Regions from separate parts of the Sus scrofa genome. Here all the other regions are linked to region 3. A link is a contact called in public HiChIP or PLAC-seq data. All regions are on one chromosome and are shown on one strand. The core of a region is the stretch at or near the end of the contact, and the rest is flanking DNA. Distances in the headings are between cores, read along the strand shown.

What was found. HiChIP or PLAC-seq counts read pairs in DNA pulled down with a chosen protein or histone mark.
Region 1: a contact with region 3 is called in an H3K27ac HiChIP or PLAC-seq map of alveolar macrophages. The contact joins two enhancer-like sites. A contact is called at or near these places in 1 of 47 Hi-C or Micro-C datasets (epiblast stem cells) and 1 of 2 datasets of contacts at active chromatin or transcription factors (alveolar macrophages).
Region 2: a contact with region 3 is called in an H3K27ac HiChIP or PLAC-seq map of alveolar macrophages. The contact joins two enhancer-like sites. A contact is called at or near these places in 1 of 47 Hi-C or Micro-C datasets (epiblast stem cells) and 1 of 2 datasets of contacts at active chromatin or transcription factors (alveolar macrophages).

Annotation. Positions count from the first base shown.
Region 1 is chr15:7,695,318-7,698,332 of Sscrofa11.1, reverse strand. It overlaps a transcript of GTDC1 not described here. Among named protein-coding and RNA genes, the nearest start is that of GTDC1, 32 kb to the left of the region's middle. Within about 2 kb of position 1,537, at least 3 of the 83 cell types and tissues checked have an H3K27ac peak or open chromatin away from gene starts, as enhancers often do. A contact at or near this core is called in alveolar macrophages, where this site is marked.
Region 2 is chr15:7,671,562-7,674,261 of Sscrofa11.1, reverse strand. No RefSeq gene overlaps it. Among named protein-coding and RNA genes, the nearest start is that of GTDC1, 56 kb to the left of the region's middle. Within about 2 kb of position 1,266, at least 6 of the 83 cell types and tissues checked have an H3K27ac peak or open chromatin away from gene starts, as enhancers often do. A contact at or near this core is called in alveolar macrophages, where this site is marked.
Region 3 is chr15:7,315,079-7,318,026 of Sscrofa11.1, reverse strand. No RefSeq gene overlaps it. Among named protein-coding and RNA genes, the nearest start is that of ZEB2, 180 kb to the left of the region's middle. Within about 2 kb of position 1,421, at least 5 of the 83 cell types and tissues checked have an H3K27ac peak or open chromatin away from gene starts, as enhancers often do. A contact at or near this core is called in alveolar macrophages, where this site is marked.

The DNA.
Region 1 (3,015 bases), core at 288-2,787, 380 kb before region 3:
AGAAGTGTCACCAACAGCATTGTCCTAAGAAACATCTATTTCATTAATGCTAATAAAATTTCTGCATCATAACTAATTGCCATTTATTTGCCTAAAAACAAAAGCAAACTAGAGCCTACGGTCCAAAATTCAGCCCACAGCCTGTTCTTGCATAGCCACAATCTAAAGACAGATTTTATATTTATTAATAGCTGAAAAAAAGTTTCTTTAAAAGACTAACAAGAGTTCCTGCTTTGGAATAGTGGGTTAGGAACCAGTGTTGTCTCTGCAGCAGCTCAGGTCACTGTGGAGGCACAGATTCAATCCCTGGTCCAGCACAGTGGGTTAAAAATCTGGCATTCACTCATCTGTGGCATAGGTTGAGTTGTGGCTTGAATTTGATCCCTGGCCTGGGAACTTCCGTATGTCATGGGTGCAGCCAAAAATAATAAAATAAAATAAAAAGAGTAATATTTTATGACAAGTGAAAATTATATGAAATTCAATTTTCAGTCTCCATAAAGTTTCATTGAAACATAACTGCTCATTCATTTATGTATTTTTCTATGGCTGTTTTCACACTACAATGACAGACTTAAGTAGGTGCAACAGAGACCATGCCACCCATAAAGGTTAAAATATTTACTATCTGGTGCTTTTTTTTTTTTTTTTTTTTTTTTTTTTTTGCTGCAACTGTGACATTTGGAAGTTCCCGGGCCAGATATCAAACCCGCATTACATTTGCAGCCTGCGCCACAGCTGCAGCAATGTTGGATCCCTAACCCACTGTACCACATAGGAACTTCCTTTAAAAATTGTTTAAAAAAAAAAAGTTTGCTCACCCTTGGCTTAGAGAGTATTTAGTGGTTAGGTTATATGATGCCAAGTGTCTGCTACATGAAGAACGTGGGTGTGACGACCTAGTTGTTCCCCTGCCATACTTTCATCAGTTGGTTTAACAAATATTTCTCAGGCAGGTGTGTCACTTCAGTGTAGACAGCTAACTATAGTCACTTTGCTTTCCACTTTAGCTCAGCCTTGCCTCAATCCAAAGGGTCAACAATGCTCTTGAGAAGGAAGAAAACAAGCTCAACCTCAAGTTAAATTCTAGTTCTCCAAAGCTGGTCTTCTCTGAGTCCCCAAGTTCTTCTGGTTCTGGATTTCTGCTTTATATCCACCATTCTCCATAACAGGCTTCCTGTGGGACACCTCTCTTAAAAGTCTATATTTCCTATTAGAGACCCTAGGGCAGCAGGATGAGTCACAGCACTCCTTGACTGAACTGTGCCAGCTGATTATCAGTTCTATGCCTGCCCTAACAATCACTCTACAACATGAATCTGTTTGGGGTCCCTGTGAATAGCTTGCATGTTCCACCACTCTCCTGGCTTCCACTACTCTTTCTGATCATAAATACCTCTGAAGTTCATCAACTGCCTTTTACATTAAAACCTTTGGCCTATAAATCCATAAGTTCAACCTCTGCAATTGCCTTCTATTTCTTGAGCTCAGTTCATGCAATAACCAAACAGAGGAGCACAACACAACAAAACTCTATAAATGGATTTCCCAACCTAGGACTAACCACTTCTTATTTTTTAGCAACTGCTGTAAAAGGGAATATATCACCCCCAAGCAGCATCCAAAACATCCCTTCTCCTTTTTCCCTCCACCATAACTGCTTCATCTGAGACTGTTGCCCCTTCTACCCACTTAGGTTATCCTAGGTGCCTAGGATACTGCACCTCCAGAACATTGCTTCACAATGTCTCTCTTGCTTCTAGTCAAGCTTTAACATTCATTTCTATTGTAAGCGGGAAAAGGGGGTTTCTTGCCACTGTTGCACTGCAATGGGGTAATATATCTGGCTAGACTTCTAAGAGTATAATTCAGAATATAATTCCCCACAGAAAGCTGTTAATAGTCCACAACAAGGCTATTCCTATACTATTAATGGCACTATAGAACCCATCTGTAATTCATATTATATTGTTGCAAAAATGACTAATTCACAAACTCACTCATAAGTTGTGGATTTTCTAGAAAATAGCTATGAAATGTCAGGAAGACTTTACAGTAGACAGATTAGCGTAGTATAAAGACTTCAGAGAAAATAGCAGTTTATTTTCAGCAAAATGAACTTCACTACAACCCTGAAGTAGCTTGCTATGGTGAACAGGTCTTAAAACTGCATGAATAGCTCACAACCAAAAGAGTGGTATCAATAATGAATACACTGACTGGAATGACCACTGACCACAATCTCAATTCTTCAAGGCAACCATATAAGTAGGTAGCGTCAATCTTAAATAAAAATGAAAATCTTTATAAAAACACCTTTGCCTGCATGGGAAATGACGGAGAACTCCTGTGACATACCCTTACAACCAGGAAAAGAAACTAAAGAGATGTTGTCCATATTCCAAAGAAATAGTCAAAAGATTAAAACTTGAGAACTTTATTCATCTTAAAGAAACAGTTCTCAAACTTCCTAGTATCAGGACTCCTTTGTGTTCTTAAAATTGAGGACTCTCAAGAGTTTTTGTCAATATGAGTTATAATTATCAATATTAACCACATTAGGAATTAATGAGAAAATTTTAAATATTGATTCACTTTATATTTTCATGACATTTAATACAGTAAATAATTTATGAAAAATTATTTCTTACACAAAAAAGCTTAGTGATAAAAATGATACCGTTCATAACTTTTGCAAATTTCGTTCATGTCTAACTTAACAGAAGACAGCTAGATTCTCTTATCTGCTTCTACACACAGCCCACTGTGATACACTGTTTTGACTGAACTATATTTTTAAAAAATAGCCCCAGACAAATATGTAGTGAGAAAAAAGGAAGTACACATTAATACTAATAACATATTCAGATAACTATGAATGTTCTTCTTTGTTACTACACCAAAACTTGACAAGTAGGAGTTCACAGGTTAGCTGTGATAACAAATCTAAAATCACAGAAGCTTTTGGTATTATTACTTGCTTTTTATTTTTTTGTTGTTGTTTTTTTTGGTTTT
Region 2 (2,700 bases), core at 17-2,516, 360 kb before region 3:
ATGGAAGTTCCCAGGCTAGGGGTCAGTCAGAGCTACAGCTGCAGGCTTACACCACAGCCACAGTAACTCGGATCCGCACCACGTCTGCAACCTACACCACAGCTCACGGCATTGCTAGATCCTTAACCCACCGAGCAAGCCCAGGGATTGAACCTGCTCCTCATGGATCCTAGTGGGGTCTGTTACAGCTGAGCCACGACGGGAACTCCATGATATTGTTTCTATTGCTGAAAGACTTTTAAAGAAATTCCTGATGTCATGTTATTTCACTTTTAAATAAAACAGTGTATCTCAAAAAATAAAAAGAATATTTTCTTACATAATTATAACACAATCATCACACCTAAGTTTGTTTAAAATATCTATTCTCACATCCCTTAAGTCAACTATATGTTAGCTATTAGCATTTTCTTATTTGCTTTTTATCTTTACTTTACTCTTTTATCCTTTATAGGCATCTCCTCAATTAGCAAAAGAAATCCTATACTTGGATTAGGTTATTTTTAGCATACCCTGGGCCCCTGCCTATGCCTCTCTCTGGGCATGGTGTGTTATTTAGAATCTTACACTATTTCTGAATTCTGCATTGCAGTTGGCATGATACAAGAAAATTAGATTAGTGTTTTGCTCAAATTCCAAAGTTTTGTAGCATGTAAAAATACTGTAATTTAGGAGGTGGCTCAGCGGTAATGAGCCCGACTAGTATCCTTGAGGATGTGGGTTCAATCCCTAGCCTCATTCAGTGGGTTAAGGATCTTGCATATTTGTGAGCTGTAGTGCAGGTCGCAGATGCAGCTGGGATCCATATTGGTGTGGCTGTGGTGTAGGCTGGCAGCTGTAGCTCTGATTCAACCCCTAGCCTGGGAACTTTCATATGCCCTAAAAAGCCCTAAAAAGAAAAAAAAAAAAAAGCCTGTAATTTATTAACAAAAAATAAAATGAACCCATAATCTAGCTATAACTACATTGAGTAATCTACTAGGTAATTTCTAGAATGTTTTTCCTGCAATCCTTTGTTTGCAAATACAGAAAACCAAATTTGTCCAAATAAAGCCAATTAAAAAATACAGAAAACCAAATTTGTCCAAATAAAGCCAATTATAAAGTAAATGACTGGGAGGAAAGGTTTAAATCTTAGCCTGAAAAAGAAAAGAATAAGAATCAGATACTCTAGAGAAGAAAGTTCCTTGGAGCAGAACCTTGTGAACAGTCTCATGAAAGCACTGCCATTGTGATGAGTCAGCTCCACATGTTTTCCACCTCTGTCTCACTCTGATTTGCTCAGAGTCTTAGTGCTTACGCCATGTGCTTACTCCTCGGCTAGGGCACAGCAGGATTTCTTAAAACTAGCAGTCTCACCAACCGATATGCAATGAGGCAGAGGTGGTTTCCCAAAGAAAAGTCAGGTGTTGATACCAGAAGAGAGAATGAATGCTTGGTAGGCAAATTCAAGTGAAGCAGGCTGAAGATAATAGGAAGTTGTTTACTTATCATTTCAATTTCCAAGTGAGAATTTAGATACTCAGTTTTTAATAAGAATCATTTGCTAAGGCAAAGGCCTAGAGAGACAAAGAAAATGATAAAGCTGAAACTCTCACATTAGATCTGAGAGCTTAGACCAAGAGTTTCACCTCATGAGCGTCACAGTCCCACTTTGTAACCGCGTACAAGAGCTTCAAGCAAGCTTACTCCCACCTATTCCAGTTATTCCCTGCTAGAGTCCCCAGACCTCCTCAGAGAGGCCTTCCCTCTAGTTTGTTCATCTGCCAACAAGCACAGAGAGGGCCTGGATTTTGTCCCACTGTCATGAGAGCTAAGTGGACCAACATGAAACATCTAGTTGTATCCTTCACTTACCTCTCTCTCCAGTCTTCTGACCTGCCAGAGCACCACAGTGGGGATAAATTTGGTCTTGCTGGAGCAGAGGCCTGGGAAGAGGCTCAGAGAAAAACAGCAGCCCTCGGTTTTGTTTCATCAGTATTAAGCCCTACTAGTTGCAGAGTGAAAAAAATACATATATGTCTAAAGAAAAAAATGAACTTTTGTTGGTGGATAATTCCACTCTATTGAAACTCCATACAGAAGTCGTTGGAGATGATATTGACTTCCCAATACCATGCTTTCCTAGTTCTATAGCTTTTCCTTTCCCTCTGCAAATGGTTTTTCTTCTACCTGTCTACTCCCCTGTTCCCTACAGGTAAGCCTTCTTTAGGGTCTCATCCTCATCCTTTTTTCTCACTCTCCCCAATGCCACATACACACCCTCTTTATTTGACTTCAGTTGGTTAACATGTCAAGGGGAATCTACCTTCTAATTTTTTTTCTCCACTAGATTTTCATTATCAGTCTTAATTTAGGATCTCTTCTGGACAGTTGCAGTGGCCCTCCTGACGTGATTACTTCCAGACAATCTGATCTATGCCCATCACTTCTCCAGAGAAATCTTTCCAGGATGCCAATTCGTCAAAGCCCTGCTCTATCTTTACCTTTCCAGTATCTCTGTAATAGCCACAAGTTAAAATCTCAAATAGTTAGCATGACAAATGCAAATGTCTATGGTCTATTCTCTGCTTCCTAACCCCCACCCCTAGCATAAACTTTCAGCCCAGCCATAAAAAAATACTTATTTTCTAACATGACTTACTCTTTTACAATTCTGGTCCCTTGGCTATGTAGTTTCTCATGCTGACTCTCCATAGT
Region 3 (2,948 bases), core at 172-2,671:
AGACATCATTAATTAAAAATAAAATTTCTATGGAGTATTCTTATTGCATTTTTTTTTGTTGTCATTTAAGAAGAAAAAAAATAAATTATTTGAGTTGCTCCTAGAAAAACCAAGATGTGAAGATGAAATAATATTGTATAATTTTAGCAAGCATATAATATTTACAGAGAAGTCATGTTAGGGAGACTACATTTAATTCAGTGATATTTGTTACTATTCAAAATGTTTTGTATCTCCTTTTTTGAAATTATTTTTAGATTCATTTTTTATTCCTCACAAAGAGTTAATTTTATTATTTAATGATCAAAATTATTTTTATTAAAAAAAGGACTTGACCAATTTACCACTAGACTTGTCTCTGGATAAACTTCGGATATTTGGAGAGATCAAACCCACCTTTTAAAGAGGACGATTTGCCACATTTGAAATTCAAAGCGATATGAGAGATGTTTTTATTGCAATTCCACAGTCATGTCTTAAGCAATCGATAGAAGCAATGTACAGTTTTCCAAGGTCATTATTTGAAAGCAGACAATATTAACTTATTGCTATGAGCTGTTCTATTTTTAATGAATGGTTGATTTATAGTTACATATCATCCAGGTAAATTCATTGCAATAAAATCACAACTTGAAGAGTTCTCCTTAAGGTGAATGTGTTTCTTTTAGCTTCACCTCTCCTAGTCCTTGTCTGTGAAGAAGAGAATAGCCATTTCAGGCAGCACCTTCCCAAGGATCTAAATTCAATTTAAAAAAGAAACAAGGAGGCAGCAAGAGCATGACCAAGAGAGGGAAAGAGAGAGAGAGAAATCATCAAAATGAGGAAGTGATTCCTCTAGTTATCAGAAACAGGAGCTAAGGAACAATAGCTGAAATTCACCTCCCCATGGGGGAATGAATCATCAAAATAACCGGTGGAAAACAAGGTTGTGCAACCTTGACTGGCATGTGTCACCGGCTGGTGGAATTTTTAGAAAGGCAACAGTTTGGGTTCATCACTGCGGTTCGTGATTGCACACACCTGTTTGGGGTATGGATTTTGCAACCCCCCAAAAAGGGGAAACTGAACTCACTGCTCCTCCCGAGCTGTGCAAAAAAGCAGAAAACCACAGCTGCTCGAGCAGTTAACAGATATCAGTAAAATACCCATGTTACATAATTAAGGATAACGTTCTTGAAGCATATGGGCCGGAGGTATTATACTCTCATTAAAACTTTAGGTAGGAAACAATTTAGCACATTCTCACACATTTCCAGGGTTGGATTCTATAATAAATGTTTGTAATTAGGCATGCTCTAAACATTTTATTAAATAATACATGAAGAAAGTGGTTGATGAAATATAGACGGCTCTGCACTTCGTGTACAATGACACGGAGGCATCAAGAAGAGACATAAATGATTTCTTCTCATTGGCTTGATAACTAGTCACTCTGGGCAGCTTAAGTAAGACTGGGTGAGGTTTCATTCGTCAGAGTAGGCTGTCTGTAACCTTAAAGAAATAGGAATTGATGGCTCTGTTTTTTTTTTTTTTTTTCCCCCTTCTCTTTTAAAATAAGTTATATGTAGCCCAGTCTTCTTTGCACTGCTATTCCTATTCAAATAGAAAGAAGGGCTTTTGACAAGAGAAATGTAAAAATCTCAAGCATGTTATTCTGGCAAAAATAGAGATCCGTTTAATATGGGATAATAGGGATGGACAGAGCCAAACAAACAAACAAACAAACAACAACAAAAAACCCCAAAAAACACCCCTAGCTCAGCATTTAAAAAATTATACTTAGCCCCACAGGTGCTGTTATTTATAAGCTGGAGAGGAATAAGTGAGGGATATCTCTTGAGAATCTCCAGGGCAGGTGTTGGGTCCTTGGGGAAGTGGTAGGAAACATGCCCTTGAGATGATATTAGAAGCAGGAAAGAAATTCTTTCAGTTGTGCAGCCCCATTTGATATTCTAGCCAGGTGATTAAGGGTCAACAATTCTTATCTAAATGTAAGGGTGTGTGATCTATGGAAAATAAGCTTGGATGATCCCAGGATACTCTCAAGGGAAGAATGATGACTCTCTGAAGTCAGTCAGGTCAGCTAGGTATTTTGTTTTCTAATGCACACAAACAAGAAATCTAGTAACAGAATACACATGAAATTTGGAATGCCTTCTAGAACATACTTGGGGAAACTGGGCAAGGTTGACATAGCTTTTACTGATTTGCCTGCTTAGTAGGTAAATGGGGCTGCCAGTCTGGCAGTTTGCACTGGCAATAAATCACCACTAGACATTTTATTTAAAAATTGGCACTGTCTTGAGGGAGGTGAGGGATTGTCAATTTGCTTTTATTTGAGGCCAGGCATAATCATAACACACACGGGCCACCTGGAAACTTCAGCCCACATGGAGAAGCATGGCTCAGCTCTCTATGGCTGTATTTTTGCATGCTCGGAGAGCACAAGGCTAAATCAGAGTCTCAGGATCCTGACCAGAAAGATCCTGGATGACTGGCACAGCCTGGAGACATCCCTTTTGGAAACCAGTTTGATTTGAGTATTATGATGTAGGAAGGATATCATAGATTTGATGTCAGACAGAAAATGTGGTGGTTTAGTGTTTTACTGGTGGTAATGATGAGGGGGACCAGCAGAACCCATGGAGAAGAGACAACTAGTGCATGCCAAAAATCATTCCATTATTAAGGCATTATGTAGTTTTCTGTTTTATTCAGTTTGCAAGTTCACTTGTAAATTTCGTGATGAATGGAGTCAGAGTTTCAAACAAAAAAAGAGACTGAAGTCATGAATCATGCAACTACCATCCTCATGTGAGCAATGATAGGCATTCCTTCTTTAAAATTTTATTGGAAGAGAGGTGACTTACAAAGTTGTGTTAGTTTGGGGTATACAGCAAAGTGAATCAGTTATGCATACACATACATTCATTATTTTTCAGGTGGGT